Regions from separate parts of the Mus musculus genome. Here region 2 is linked to region 1. Evidence: chromatin contacts called from public Hi-C data. All regions are on one chromosome and are shown on one strand. The core of a region is the stretch at or near the end of the contact, and the rest is flanking DNA. Distances in the headings are between cores, read along the strand shown.

Region 1 (7,341 bases), core at 1,800-4,299:
TAAATCATCCACTTTTTTTTATTCCCTTTGCTCAGTTATTCTGAGGTGAATTCGAATTCTGTTTTCTACTTGGATTTTGCTTGCTACAATGAGGTTATGTTGATGTTAAAATTTGTTGACACAATCTGGAATCTCATAGAAATACTAAATTGAAAGTCTTAATATGTATACAAAGGAGCTGGGGCAAACCCATATACTCCTTGTACACACTTCTTCAGTCTCTGTGAGTTCATATAAACTAATTCAGTTCATATAAACTAAACTGATTCAGAGAGTCTTGTTAAAACCCTCACTTTCTCAGACTTCCCTGAGGAAGGATGTGATGGAGACATTCAATTTCGAGCTCTGTGTTACAATGTCTTTTGTATATTCTCTGCTCCAAGAGGAAGCTTCTCTGATAATGGCTGAATAAGGGACTGATTTATGAGTATAGCAGGATAGCATTAGAAGTTTTTGTATTGCTACTTTTTTTTCTAGACCAGTAGTATTTGGTTTTACCCTAAATCTCTGAGCTATCTTGTCTCTGGTTCTTGGTCATCTAAGTATAGGTTCCATTTCATAAAGTGGGTCTTAAGTCAAACTAGGCATTCACTGGATACTCAAGTTTTGTGCCACCTTTGCCCTAGCATGGTTTATAGGCAAGAAAGACTGTAGATCAACGATTTTGTGGCTGGGTTTGTGTTATACTTCTCTTTCGGTAAAATACTGCAGAATACCTTTCTCTACCAAAGACACTAAAAGATAGGGGTAAAGGTTCTACGTTGCCACCAGCTCAATCACTCCATGTTTAGTGAGTTAAGTCAATGTTGTCTTCAGCAATTGGACCTTGCTGGCCATTTGCAGAGAGCAACCTATTATCTTGGCAAGAGCCTGTGTTGTTTGGGGATTTACAGGGAACAACTTAGGCTAACAAATCAAGTGGGTGAAACCCAGTCCAAATCCTGTAATCTTTGTTAGGTTACCAGAGATGACCAGCTGGGAATCCATTTCCCACATTATTTGGAGACTTCATTTTAGAATTGCTTTCATATATTTTGGAAAGTTTCCACTACCCGATCTGAATTTAATTTACTTAGGTATAAATCATTGTCTTTCTAATACATAGGTTATAATGATATATGTGTGAGTAATAGTTATCCAATTCTTTTTAAATATTAAATGATGTAAGAAGATATCACGTAGAAAGATTTTGTTCAGACTGTGAATGTTGCTTAGTTTGTACCGCCTTCACCTGTCATGCACCACATAAACCAAGAGTGGTAGTAGATATCTATAATCTCAGAACTCACAAAGCAGAGACATGACTATCAGAAGTTCAAGGTCTCCTATATCTTCACAGAGAGTTTACAGGTCCCTAAATTTCTCTGCCCAGCATCTGGCTAAGGGGTCTGTGCAAGCTCCTGTCTCTGTTGATATCTTGTATTCTGCTCTGAGAAGCAAGAATGCTGAAAGTCATCTTCTAACCATCTTGTATTCATTTCCAATTTGCCATTTCTGCCAACAGGCTGGTTCTCCTCTATTTTCTTCTCCTTATAAATATTTATAACTTGAAATTCTTGTTACCCAATGGATTTTGGAATTTACATATCTACCTACATCCCCTACGTTCTCATTTTGCATAACAGTTACTTGGGAAATAAATCAGTGTCAACCTAATGAGGTGATCAGAGTGGTTCCAACTTCAGTATCTTTTCCATCTAGTAATAAGGATTGGTGTGCTGGTTGGAAGCTGTGTTGGCAACAATAAGAATTATTGCTTCCTAAGCCATAGACAATTTTAGCAGGGAAAAATATGGCTTTTGACAGAATTCTTATCAACTGAAGCATGAGAGGTATGCTATTTGTACATTTTGGGAGCTTCACAATATCAAATCTTACTCACTTGGTTGCTCTTCATTCTCTCTCTCGACACATTCCCAGACCTCACAGCTGCCTCCTCCTGGCTTTGAAAAGAGTGCTAACTTCTCAGGAGCAAGATCTAGGCCTGAAACTCTTGTCTGTTCCATGCAAGTTTTATGGAAGTAAAATGGAACTTGGTGAGCACTTTAAATCTAATTCTTCATCGGGGAAAGTCTGGGGACATCAGAGATCCATGCTATGGAATGGCTACAAGTCAATGAAGACAAAGCACAGAATATGCACAGACTCTCCTCCTGTGATGGAAGTTGGGCATAGTGCATCTTTAGAAAGCCTCAGCCTGTCATCTTTTTAAGGTTAATGTGGAAATTTATATATCTAAACATACATATCAGTTTTGCATATCATGATTGCTGCTATTGTAAGAAAAACTGCATGTTATTAGTACTACTAATTACCCAAGATATTTAAATATTTACAAAATTGCCTGAAGAGTTCAAATAATCAGTAAATATTGCTCACATTGAGAAGGAAAAAAGGGTTTTCCTGAAATTTTACTATAGGGAAATATTATTTTGAAACAAGTAAAATTTCACTAATAGTTGAATTGAAAGTTAGTTCTCAGGAAATCACAAAGTAACAAGTAAAGAGTTTAGGAAACAATCTAGAAACCATCTCTTCCACCCAGAATAACTTTCCCTAAAACAAACAAACAAAAAACGAAAACAAAACAAAGAAACTTTCAGGTGGCATACATTAGTGATTTAGTGTAGTCCCAAACTGTCTTTCCATGTGTTTAACCTCACTTCTCAATGACCCCTAATGGAAGGTTCTAAAAGACCTTCACTATACTAGTAAAGTCACAGAAACTACAAAAACTCAATTGACTCACACTCTGCTTTGAACTCTGGAGCTGAAATAAGATAAAGAGATGATGGGATTTCAAAGTTAGCACTGAGAGAATAGAGCTCATTTACTTGACTGACTTGAAAATTCAAAGCGCCACCTTTCCACAAGAATCTTGCACCCTGCTTCAATTTGCCTACACATCTAAAAAGTCATTTATTCAGACTGCTCAGCTGCTGAACACTCAGGTATTAATTACTAAAGTAGCAATTGCCCGATCCAGTAAACCACTGTAAGTTGTTGAGCCCTGCTGAGACACAGATGGACAAACTGTATGTGGTAGCAGAGTGAGTTTTACTGAGGTCAACAAGAAATCATATATCAGCAAGGTCTTAGACCTGAGAAGGGCCAGTGTTAATTGAGGCTAGTCCCACTGGAAATAAGAGGGCTAAGTGGCCTACCATATACCCTTAGAACATTAATTTAGTTTAAGGTCACAGAATTAAATGATTCACAACTGCTCTCTCAATTCCCCTTGGTATTTGTTCAGTCGCTGTTGCGTAATTAAGTGATTTAGAACTTTTTCCTCCTTCTTTCTCTCTGTGAATTATTTGTACCAGATTGTAAACTTGCTGTCAGTTCTCAGGCTTAGAGACCCAGCATTCTATTCGCTTCAGGGTTCCCTTTGGGGCTAAAAGTCAAGCCATAAGCTAAAGTCTAAATGAAATAAAATGTTTCTTTGTAAACAAATCACTGCTAAAAATTTGGAAGTCAGTGGGTTCAATTTAAAAATCATCTAAAACACACTAAACATAATGTTCTTATTTTAATTATGTCTAAGTTGGGGCACAGGAAGAGGTATTAATTGAAAATCAGTGTGCATAAGTGTACCAGAGCCACAGAGGACAGAGCTATCAAATCACCTAGAGCATTACAGGATGCTGACAGCTACTGCACACAGAGGAACTGACCCTGTGTCCTTGTAAGAGAGTAAGCATCCCTAACCACGAAGCCATCTTTCCAGCCCTAATTAAAATATTTGTAAATTAAAATTAACAGATAATTCAGAATTTATAGGATCTTTAGATGGTTGCTGTGCACATATTCCCAAAAGGGAAGTTCACTATACCATATTTTTCTCCTGGGTTCATAACTGCATTATCAAAGTCATGAAATGGCTTTGCCAACGTCACACAGTGACCGGACTTGAAGGTAGCTCAGATACGGAGTCCTACCCAAAGTTTAACATGAGGAACATATATACTAACATTAGGAAACGTGTTAGAAATTCAGATTCCCAGGCCCTCCTCCATTATGCTAAATCATATCCACGTTGTACAAGACACACTGATCTGTAGCAGAGTATCAATTTTCTTAGTGATCTGTTGGCAAAACAATGTAGCCGTCGGTTGAATTAATCTAGAACATAACCAAAATCTAGGAAAACTGAAGAAAGCATTTTAATCCTATGCTGGATAATTTCAATTACAGCTTTTTGTTGTTAGCTTCTGTAGAAGTAATTCATGAATGCTTTCATGATTAAAATGATATGTGTGTGTGTGTGTGTGTGTGTGTGTGTGTGTGTGTGTGTGTGTGTGTGTGTGTGTGTGTATACATATACGTAGAGGGTTATGTACCTAGTTTTCTACAGAACTGCCCATTCCCTGGGAAAACAGAAAAACTCTAGCCCAGTTATTTCTCAACACGCATACGGAGTGTCATTAAAAGCACACTAGCGCCACCTGCTGAAGCAGTTGAAGGAAAGTTAGCAAAGCGTTCTGCACTTGGATGCATTCCAACCAGGTATTTTCATTAAAATTTTAGTGCTGAGTAATCAGTTTTTCCGAGTCCTGACTCCTCTCCAACTTTGAGCAATTCGAGCAACATAATTCTTATGTTTATGATACTCTAAGAGTATCTTCATCTTGCCTCGCTATACCACAGGGGAAAGAGTTTAAAACCTGCTTCAACATAAAATACCCTATACCTAGAGTAAGTGCACTAGCACAGGTTTGCAATTGTGAAGACTATTATTTCAGTCTATGCCAAAGCTGAACTAGAATCAATGTGAGAGACACACCTAGTAGTCAGTGAACAAGATGTAATAAGTATATTCAAAGCACAGGTTCTCAAGGCCTGGTGGATACTACCACAGTTGGTCTGCTTGTAAGAAAGAAAGCACTCTTTGTGGTATTTTTAGCCTAAAAAGAGATAATATCACCGAATATGAATATCCTTTCTATCTCAGGAAAGCAGATTCTCTTTTAGCTTTAGCTTTATTTACTTCTCCTCCATTCTGAATACCTTTAAAAAAAATGTGCTTCGAATGCCCTCATGCATAAGAAAACAGTAACTGGCCTCCAGAAAAAGCAACTATTTAGAAACTGATACTAGCACTGAGTTAAAATTATAAAATCAGTTGGAACGCTTTTGAAGATACCAAAGTTTTCCAAAAGTTAGCAAGGGTCATTTTTCTCATTTTGATTTTTTTCTTTGCTTTCCTAATGACGATGGTTTGCTACTGCACCTATAAAAGAGACATCATTACGGGATTAAAAGTATCTCCTCTAAAGTTTCCCCTCTGGTATTCTATACAACATAGAAGGAGAAGGGGGAGGAGGGAAAGGAGGAGGAACAGAAGGAGACACATTGAAGAAAATCACTCTTATGTTTTAATAGTCAGTCTTTTTATCTTATTCTTTAATCTTTTTAAAAAGTCTAGTCTTTATTCCCCCTCCAGTTGCCCTCTGACTGTTCCTCATCCCATACCCCCCCCCATCTTCAAGAGGTTGTCCCCACTTCCCCGCCCCCACCCCATCAGACCTCCCTACTCCCTGGGGCCTCAAGTATCTTGAGGGTTAGGTGCATCTTCTCTGACTGAATTCAGACCTGGCAGTCCTCTGCTGTATATGTGTTGGGGGCCTCATATCAGCTGGGGTATGCCACCTGGTTGGTGGTCCAGTGTCTGAGAGATATCAGGGTTAGTTGAGACTGCTGGTCCTGCTACAGGGTTGCCCTCTTCCTCAGCTTCTTCCAGCTTTTCCCTAATTCAACCAGAGGAGTCACTAGCTTCTGTCCATTGCTTGGGTGTAAATATTTGCATCTGACTCTTTCAGCTGCTTTGGAGGCATTTCAGAGGGCACTCATGCTAGACACCTGTTTGTAAGCACACTATAGCATCAGTAATAGTGTCAGGCCTTGGGGCCTCCCCTTGAGCGGGCTCCCAGTTTGAAACTGTCACTGGACATCCTTTCCCTCAGTCTCTTCTCCATGTTTGTCCCTGCAGTTTTTCAAGACAGGAATAATTCTGGGTCAAAGTTTTTTACTATGGGATGGCAACCCCATCCCTCCACTTGATGCTCATTGCTGGTGGGATTGCAAACAGATAAAACCACTCTGGAAATCAATCTGGAGGTTCCTTAGAAAATTGGAAATAGGTCTACCTGAAGACCCAGCTATATTACTCTTGGGCATATACTCAAAAGACGCCCCACCATGCCACAGGGGCACGTGTTCCACTATGTTCATAACGACCTTGTTTGTGATAGCCAGAATCTGGAAACAATCCAGATGTCCCACAACAGAAGAATGGATACAGAAAATGTGGTTCATTTTCACAATGGAGTATTATAATAGTATACTCCACTATTAAGAACAAGGGCATTATGAGTTTTGTAGTCAAATGGATGGAACTAGATAATATCATCCTGAGTAAGGCAACTCAGACCCAAAAGGATATGCATGGTATGTACTCACTGATAAGTGGATATTAGACAAAAAGGTACAGAATTCTCAGGATACAATCCGAAAAACTCAAGAAGGTTAACCAGCCAAAGGGCCCAAGTAAAGATGTCTTGATCCCACTTGGGAGGGAGAAGAAAGCAATTACTGGGAGAAAGGAAGGGAGAGAGGGACCTGGATGGGAAAGGGGACAGACAGGGGAAGAGGGTAACTTAATCATGCATTGGGCTGGGGCGAGACAGAACTGAAGCCCTGAGGATCAGCAGGAAGAATTGAAACAGGCAACCTCAGGAGGTAGGAGGTGGGGGAAATCTCTAGACTGAGTCAGAGACCTGGGAGATAAGAGACTCTGAAAACTCAAAGGGAGGGACCTTAGATGAAATGCCCTACAGTGGGGAGAGGGAACTTACAGAGTCCACTTCCAGTAGAAAGACAGGGCATCAATATAGTCAGTCTCTATGGACTGATGTTACTCCAATATCAGTAAAATTTCTAAGACTTGACTAAAAGAAAAAGAAAACTAATTCGCTAAATGGTACACATCTTCAAAATCCTAAAACACTAATTTAGTATATTAAGAGATGACTAAGCACAAGATCCTCTAAAGAAGCAAGAGCAATGGGAGACTGACTTCAAAAAGTCTCTCAGATCAGAATTTGCATGAAATTGTTTCCATTTTGCTTTTCATATTAGATTTGATTACAATAATTTTAAAAACAAGTATACACCCAGGGTTTGATTAGTTTCTAATTAATCCTCTGATTGAAATTATTTTTATCATTTGCAAAGAAGTTGCACCAGCTAGATTTAAACAGGAAAGAAAAACTTTCAGGACCACTGTAAAAGGGAAAAGACACTGAACTGAACCCTACTGAGATCGAAGGACTGAGGGCACCC
Region 2 (7,341 bases), core at 2,149-4,648, 360 kb before region 1:
GTTGCCCTTTTTAAAATTGATCACTTTTCATGTATGTGTTTGTAGGATCTACCTTTAAAGCCTTCATTCTATTGCAAGTTTTACAATTTTCACCTTTGTCTTGTTTTTCATACAACAATTTTAAAATATATTTGGTATCTGCAAAATGTTTAACAGTCTAATGGCATTTCCCTGAAATTATTTGAGATGATTATGAAATTAATAAACTGGAAGGAAGAACAACTGTTGTAAAGGTATACCTTCAATTTATTGTTAACTAGAGTTTATTATAATTTACCTAAGAAGTTTGTTTTAAAAATTTATTAAAAATGTTCAATTTTCATTAAGAAATGTTTCACATTTTATGGAGCTGGGTCTGACTGAGTTACCCAAGCTGCCCTGTTCTTTTCCAGCTTTAGCCTGTTAAACTTTTTGCCTATTTTCAAAATTTTTATTTTTAAAACAGAAGGACTGACTAAATCAAACTGGTTAGTAGAATACAATTTGTAATTACTTCCTAATTCTCCTGACTTATTTTAGAAGTCACAAGTTACTAGTGTGTTCAATATGTGGTATTTACTTTTCTGTAATTTTTTGAGAGCATCTCTTACAACCTAAGCTTTCTTCTAACTCAATGTAGCTCAACTCAGAACCTTTAAATTTTTTATTCTCTTAACTATAACTCCTGAATGGTAGGTTTCAGAAACAGTCACTATGTCCAGTTTTGTATTGAATCCCTGACTTATTTTCATAGTGAGCAATCACTTTACCAAAGAAACTATATCCTCGAGATCCTCAAGTTCTTTGGTATTTTAATTACATATACACTTAACATACAACTTAAAAGCAGCAAAAAAAATCGGGTATGTGTGTTTGTGTGTATGTGTGTATATATATATATATATATATCATAGATTTATTAATATAATATATATCATAGATTTATTAATAAGCTATTGATGTATATAGCTTATATAAGTCTATAAGTTTGTATTACATATATAAACTATTTAAAATATATATGTCTTGTGTGTGTGTGTGTGTATGTGTGTGTGTGTGTGTGTTTCAGTAACCAAAACAAAAAAATCTGCTTTAAAAACAAAAGCAAGAGGTGATTGGAGAAGATATTTGTCATGAGTTCCCTATATCCATGTGTGATTTCTGTTTATTGGAATTTTATGTTCAAACTCACTCTATTCCTAAATAGACATGATTTCCTTTTCCTTTAGGATTAACTCCTCCTGTGACTTTTCTGTTTGGCGACTTTCTTACCTCAGGCCTGAGTTTCTCTTTTTCTAAAGGATATAATAACACTGAATAGCTGATGATGGAGTATCTTCAGTGTCAGACCTTCTGATGAATAATAACTACTCATAAGTAAGTAAAATAAGCAATCACATTTACTGTCCTCCATTAGGCTTATTCCTGTGGCAACCCATATTGGCTATATCAAACATTATTATCATGGGGAGCTGGAGAGATGCTTGTATATCAGCATTTTCACAATGAGATCAGTAGCAATTTAGATCCTAGAAATGTTTATTTTTAATTAAATACTGATCGGATCAGTGACTATCAAATAGACCAAGCCCACAGACCACTTCCTGTTCAGAGATTAAGAGCACTAGCTGTTCTTCCGGTGATCCTGATTTCAATTCCTAGCAACCACATGGTGGCTCATAACATCTATACTGGGATCTGATTCCCTCCTTTGGCATACAACCAAGCAGAATACAGTATACATAATAAATAAATCTTTAAAATTTTTCCATTAAAAAGTATCATAGTTAAGTAAAAATTATAATGCATAAACACAGATAATAACGTGAAAAACCTGTGCTATTATTTCTGTAGTCTATTGTGTATTGACTTATAGTAACCTCAGAATGGTTGAGTTCACTTATGCATGAATGACACTAGATTGATAATTGATACAACTGCTATGGCTGAATATAAAACCTCACTCTATTTAGTCTAACAATATTAATAAAAACATTGTCAGCATTTTCACAATGAGAACAGTAACAATTTACATCTTAGAAATTTTTATTTTTAATTAAGTACTGATCTGATCAGTGACTATCAAATAGTCCAAGCCCACAGACCATTTCCTGTCCACAACAAGATTCAATGTGATCCTTGAAATAAATATTATTCTGAGATATTTTATAAGACTTGGAAAAAGTAAAAATGGATATATGATTGATATCCTACAAACCTACAAACCTTTATACCTAGTCCTTTACAGAAATTAAAAAAAAAAAAATAGGTGAATCATAGTGGAGACCTTGAATAAGGATTACTATGAAACAGTCCATATATCTTTAATACATAAATATATGCAGGACTTTAAAATCTCTGTTAGTTTTATCTTTTTTCAATTGGAAATGCAAATTTATTAAAAGTAGTAAAATAGACTGTTCATTTCCTGGACTTTCTTACGTGTATTATTGTGTATAAAAGCACATAAACTGATATTTGTATTCTTTTTTTTTTTTTTTTTGCTTGCCATATTAGTAATCTATGAATGCCTGTGAAAAATACTACATTTTCTCAGCTCCCAAAGGACTTAAAGGAAACTATTATTGTTTCTTATATAAAATATGTGCATGATCTCTTGTTCCAAATAGAGCCTATTTATTCCATGTTATTCCTTTCATCTTCAATTATATAATATTGATAGTTTAAGTGTTTTAATGAATATTTCATTTATTTCTCTGGCTCACAGAATGTGGCTGAGGGCCTAGAGAATTATAAATAATGAAAGGGCCTCCCTGTTCTTACTGAGTTTGCAATGTCAATCTGGCAAGAGAATATTATAACATATGGGTCTCACCACAATCATTTAAATTCATTCCACCCTATTTTCTGATGTAGTCAGAAGTGGTGTGGAATTTCAAAACTTTAGAGAGGTTGATAGGATATGTATACTCTTAAAAATCACAAACACATACATCTTTATGTTCAGTTTAATCATACCTAATAATTTTCAGTTGCCTATCAGTGCATCTTGCTGTGAACAAAACAGAATGTGGTAAATCGTTTAAAATCTCCAATCCTCAATCGTAACAATAATTGCCCATGTTATTGCATACACACGCGCGCGCACACACACACACACACACACACACATTCTTGGCTAGAGTGGCTCACAGTTCTCCTTTATATCACTAATTTTATACAGATTTATTCTGAAATAGGCTTCACCATTTACTCTTTTTTTAAGCCTGTATTTTGAAGAAATTACAATGGTAGTATCCTTTTTTATCCTTATACACATAAATACTCTAACAGCTTTCCCAATTTACAAATAATAATATCTCTCCAAAGAAAACCCCTCTGAACTATATCTATCACAATTATCTCCCAGGCTTTATGAGATTCAGATAGAGCACCTAACTTAAGCATCCATTAACAGCACAGATGACCTAGTTGCCTTGACAGACATCCTTATTAGATATCCTCCAGTATCTAAAAATACACAAGTGTTTTTCTCAGGAAATTGGAATCTACTCCTGCTAATCTAACATACGTGAATAGCCTTTTACAGTTTAACTCCACTAAAGTAGGCTTTTCTTTAACAGCACACAAACTCACACATTTAAATGCACGTGAAAACTGGAAAATATTAAGCAAATATAAAATTAAATTTTGGGAAAGATATGTAAAAGATTAAATGATATTTCACTAATTTTCAGGGTTTTTTGTATTCAATTTTTTTTTAAAAAAAGAAACAATCGTTCATAAAAGTGCACTGTTTTGTAGTATGTTTCAAATTCATCAAGTGAAACATCAAAATATTAAATTCCAAAATTCAGAAGACATGTGAAATTACGGTGTATCTGTCAACTTCATCTATTTATTAGAAAAATACTAAGAAATAATTATGGTTTTGATATACATATAAAAATTATTCTGAAGAGGATAGAAAGTAATTTTACTCTTTTATACAAGTGCAAAATTTCTTTCATCTTTTAAGCCAATTAGCAATGTAAACTAGTTTAAATATTTTACATGAATTTCAAAGGCAGAGATCAAAGGATTATCCAGACTTAGTTACTCTTAGCAGTTACAGGGTCCAGTCACACATTCAAAGAGTAATTTGTTCTATGATATCCCTAGGGGGTGACATCTCATCCCTATATGATTGCTCTGAGTAGCTCTCAGCTTGCCCCTTTCAATTTTTGGCTTATTTGTGGTCTAAAGAAACCACACCTTCTTCATAACTTTTACCCATTAATCTTTGCTTCCTCATTTGTGCACCTTTTAAATGCTTAAAATATTTCACCTACCTGCCTAAGTTAAATATTTTAAATAATCTTTTGTGAATCACAAAAGGTTCCTACCCACTGCCACTGCTTATAAAATATTACATCAGCAACATGGTAAGACAAACTTCTGTTGCTTGAAATGATCAAATGGTTATAGCTCTACCCAGCTCTCAGAATAAAAGAGATGTTACATACCATGGATCATGGTAATTGCATAACATGGTGGATATGATTTCTTCATTGCACCCATTCACTGGAACAGTTTTATGGTTCTTGAATACTCTTGGCTATTGATTCTACCCACTTTACATATCTCAGTCTCTTTAAAGAACCCTTTTTCATTTTTAATTCTTTTCTTTAGTACCTCTTCCCTTTCCTTCATCTAATCCACCCCATTTCCCCTTTCTTTATTTCTTTCAAATTTATTGCCTATTCTTTTTTATTTTTGATATAATATGATTACAACTTTTCTCTCTTCCTTTTCTTTCCTCTAAATTCTCTCATGCATACATTCTGCTCTCTTTCAAACTCATGCCCTCTTTTCTTCACTGATTTTTATTACCTATGAATACTCACATGTACATACATATTCATAAATATAAGTTTCTCAGAACATATAATGTTACTTTTATGTATATTTGGGATTGACAATTTGGTATTGGACACCCAATTAGTATGCTCTTCCCTGAGGCAGACTACTTCTGCTACCAACTTCTCTCAGTTGCCTGTAGCTCTTTGACTAGAGTTGAGGTCTCATGGGCTTTTGCTCACTCTGTTGAACATGTTCACCAGTGCCATCCATGTTCATATATATCTGAAATACAAAAGGAAGAAAATCTCTTTGAATTCACCTCTGTGTTGCTATAATCAACAGCTACTTTGCTTGATTTGTAAACCCTAGCCAATATTTATATTTCTGTTCAACTAATCACTTGAATATAGTACTATAGGGTTTTGTGAAGTCATGTTCTATAAGAAATACAATAATTATAAATGAAGTATGATTCTACCTGTGTCATCACAAGCTTTCTTAAATTCAAATGACAAGATGCTCATTAATAAATCTAGATATTGTGTAGTTTGTTTTATTTTGTATTTTAGAAAACTATACTTTTTGGTGGTTTCCAATCACAATCTTCATATATAAAAATCAAAGCTGAAACCAGAAAATCTGAAATTATTTGTGTAACCAGGGAGAAATATTAACGGCTTTACAGTTTGCCTGTATTTAGGTGGACAGCATGGAAGAAAACTGGGACAGGTGACTGCTAAACTAATGATCTCATTATAGAAAGTCCAGACATATTTTAATCAAGCTGAGACTAGAACTGGAAAGATAAATGGCATACAATGAGGTAAATATGCGAAATTATGTTTGTTTCTCATGCCAATTTTCTTACAATTGAGAGATGACTGTGTTGATCCTACATTTTCAAGCAGTGTTCTATGTTTAGCCTTCCTGAACCTCTGGGAAGAGCCTAACTAAGCTGAATGACAGCTGCAACTCATCAAGGATGCTCTGCAAATAGCTTCCATCGAGTGGTCATACATTAACCTCAATCTTAATGCAAGGGATATTTCCCAGATCTCTAAACTGAAATGAGCCAGTAGATATGAGTTTGCCTTTTCTAAATTCTCAGAAATACCAACACTTTATCCCAGTCTTTATAATTTCAGATAGAAAGAAAAGACCTTTTTTTTTTTAAAAAAAAATCTTTCATTTCAAACATACACAAAACTAATTTAACAGTGAAAATTTAGACTTTTAAAGAAAGAAATAATGATGGTGACCCAAACAATAAAATTATTTATTGAGTTGGTTTATATATGCTTTCAATCATCTGCAATCTATCAAAGATGTAATTGAGTTTATTTGATTAGTCATCATTAATTATGTCCTTACATAATTAATGTAATATTTTACATAATAGCTATGAAATAAGACTGAACTATACCTGGTACAAGAAACAGAAATAAAACCACACACTTATGGACATTTGATCTTTTAAAAAGAAGCCAAAAACATACAATGGAGAAGAGAAAGCATCTTCAATAAATGGTGCTGGCCTAACTGGCTGTCTGAATGTAGAAAAAATGAAAATAGATTCATAATTGTCACTTTGCACAAAGCTCAAGTCCAAGTGGATCAAGGACTTCAACATAAAACCAGATACACTGAATCTAATAGAAGAGAAAGTGGGAAAGAATCTTGAACTCATTAGCACAGGGGAAATTTTTCTAAACAGAACTCCAATGGCTCTTGCTCTAAGATCAAGAATTGATAAATGGGACCTAATGAAATAGGAAAGCTTCTGGAAGGCAAAGGATAGCCAATAAAACAAGTTGGCAACCTACAGATTTGGGAAAAAAAATTCTTCACTAACCCTACATCCAATAGAGGGCTAATATCCAAAATATATAAAGAACTCAAGAAGCTAACCAACAAAAAAACAAACAACCCAATCAAATTCAGAACAGAAGAATCTCAAATGGCTGAGAAGCACCTAAAGAAATGTTTAGAGTGATCAGAGAAATGCAAATCTAAACGACCCTGAGATTATATCTAACACCAATAAGAAAGGCTAAGATCAAAACCTCAGGTGAAAGTATGTCTGGGGAGGATAAGGAGAAAGAGGAACACTCCTCCATTGCTGGTGGGATGGCAAACTGGTACAACCACTCTGGAAATCAATCTCGAGGTTCCTTAGAAAATTGGAAATAGATCTACCTGAAGACACAGCAATACCACTCTAAAGAATATTCCCAAAAGATGCTCCACCATGTCACAGGGGCACATGTCCCACTATGTTCATAGTGGCCTTGCTTGTGATATCCAGAAAAATGGAAACAGAAAATATGGTTCATTTACATAATGTAACTGAGCCATACTCAGTTATTAGGAATGAAGACATCCTGAGTATTGCAGGCAAATGGACAGAATTAGAAAATATCTTCCTGAGTCATGTAACTCAGATAAAAAATGATATGTGTGGTATGTTCTCACTAATAAGTGGATATTAGCCAAAAAAAGTACAGAATACCCAAGATATAATCCACAGAACTCAAAAAGGTCAACAAACCGAAGAGCTCA

Evidence for each region. A called contact is a pair of places that touch in the nucleus more often than the background predicts.
Region 2: a contact with region 1 is called in a Hi-C map of cerebellar granule neurons, with 2.3 times the contacts expected there. The contact joins two enhancer-like sites. A contact is called at or near these places in 2 of 484 Hi-C or Micro-C datasets (cerebellar granule neurons and cerebellum).

Annotation. Positions count from the first base shown.
Region 1 is chr5:68,249,984-68,257,324 of GRCm38.p6, reverse strand. No RefSeq gene overlaps it. Among named protein-coding and RNA genes, the nearest start is that of Grxcr1, 220 kb to the right of the region's middle. Within about 2 kb of position 3,049, at least 2 of the 459 cell types and tissues checked have an H3K27ac peak or open chromatin away from gene starts, as enhancers often do. A contact at or near this core is called in cerebellar granule neurons, where this site is marked.
Region 2 is chr5:68,614,103-68,621,443 of GRCm38.p6, reverse strand. No RefSeq gene overlaps it. Among named protein-coding and RNA genes, the nearest start is that of Gm23605, 51 kb to the right of the region's middle. Within about 2 kb of position 3,398, at least 3 of the 459 cell types and tissues checked have an H3K27ac peak or open chromatin away from gene starts, as enhancers often do. A contact at or near this core is called in cerebellar granule neurons, where this site is marked.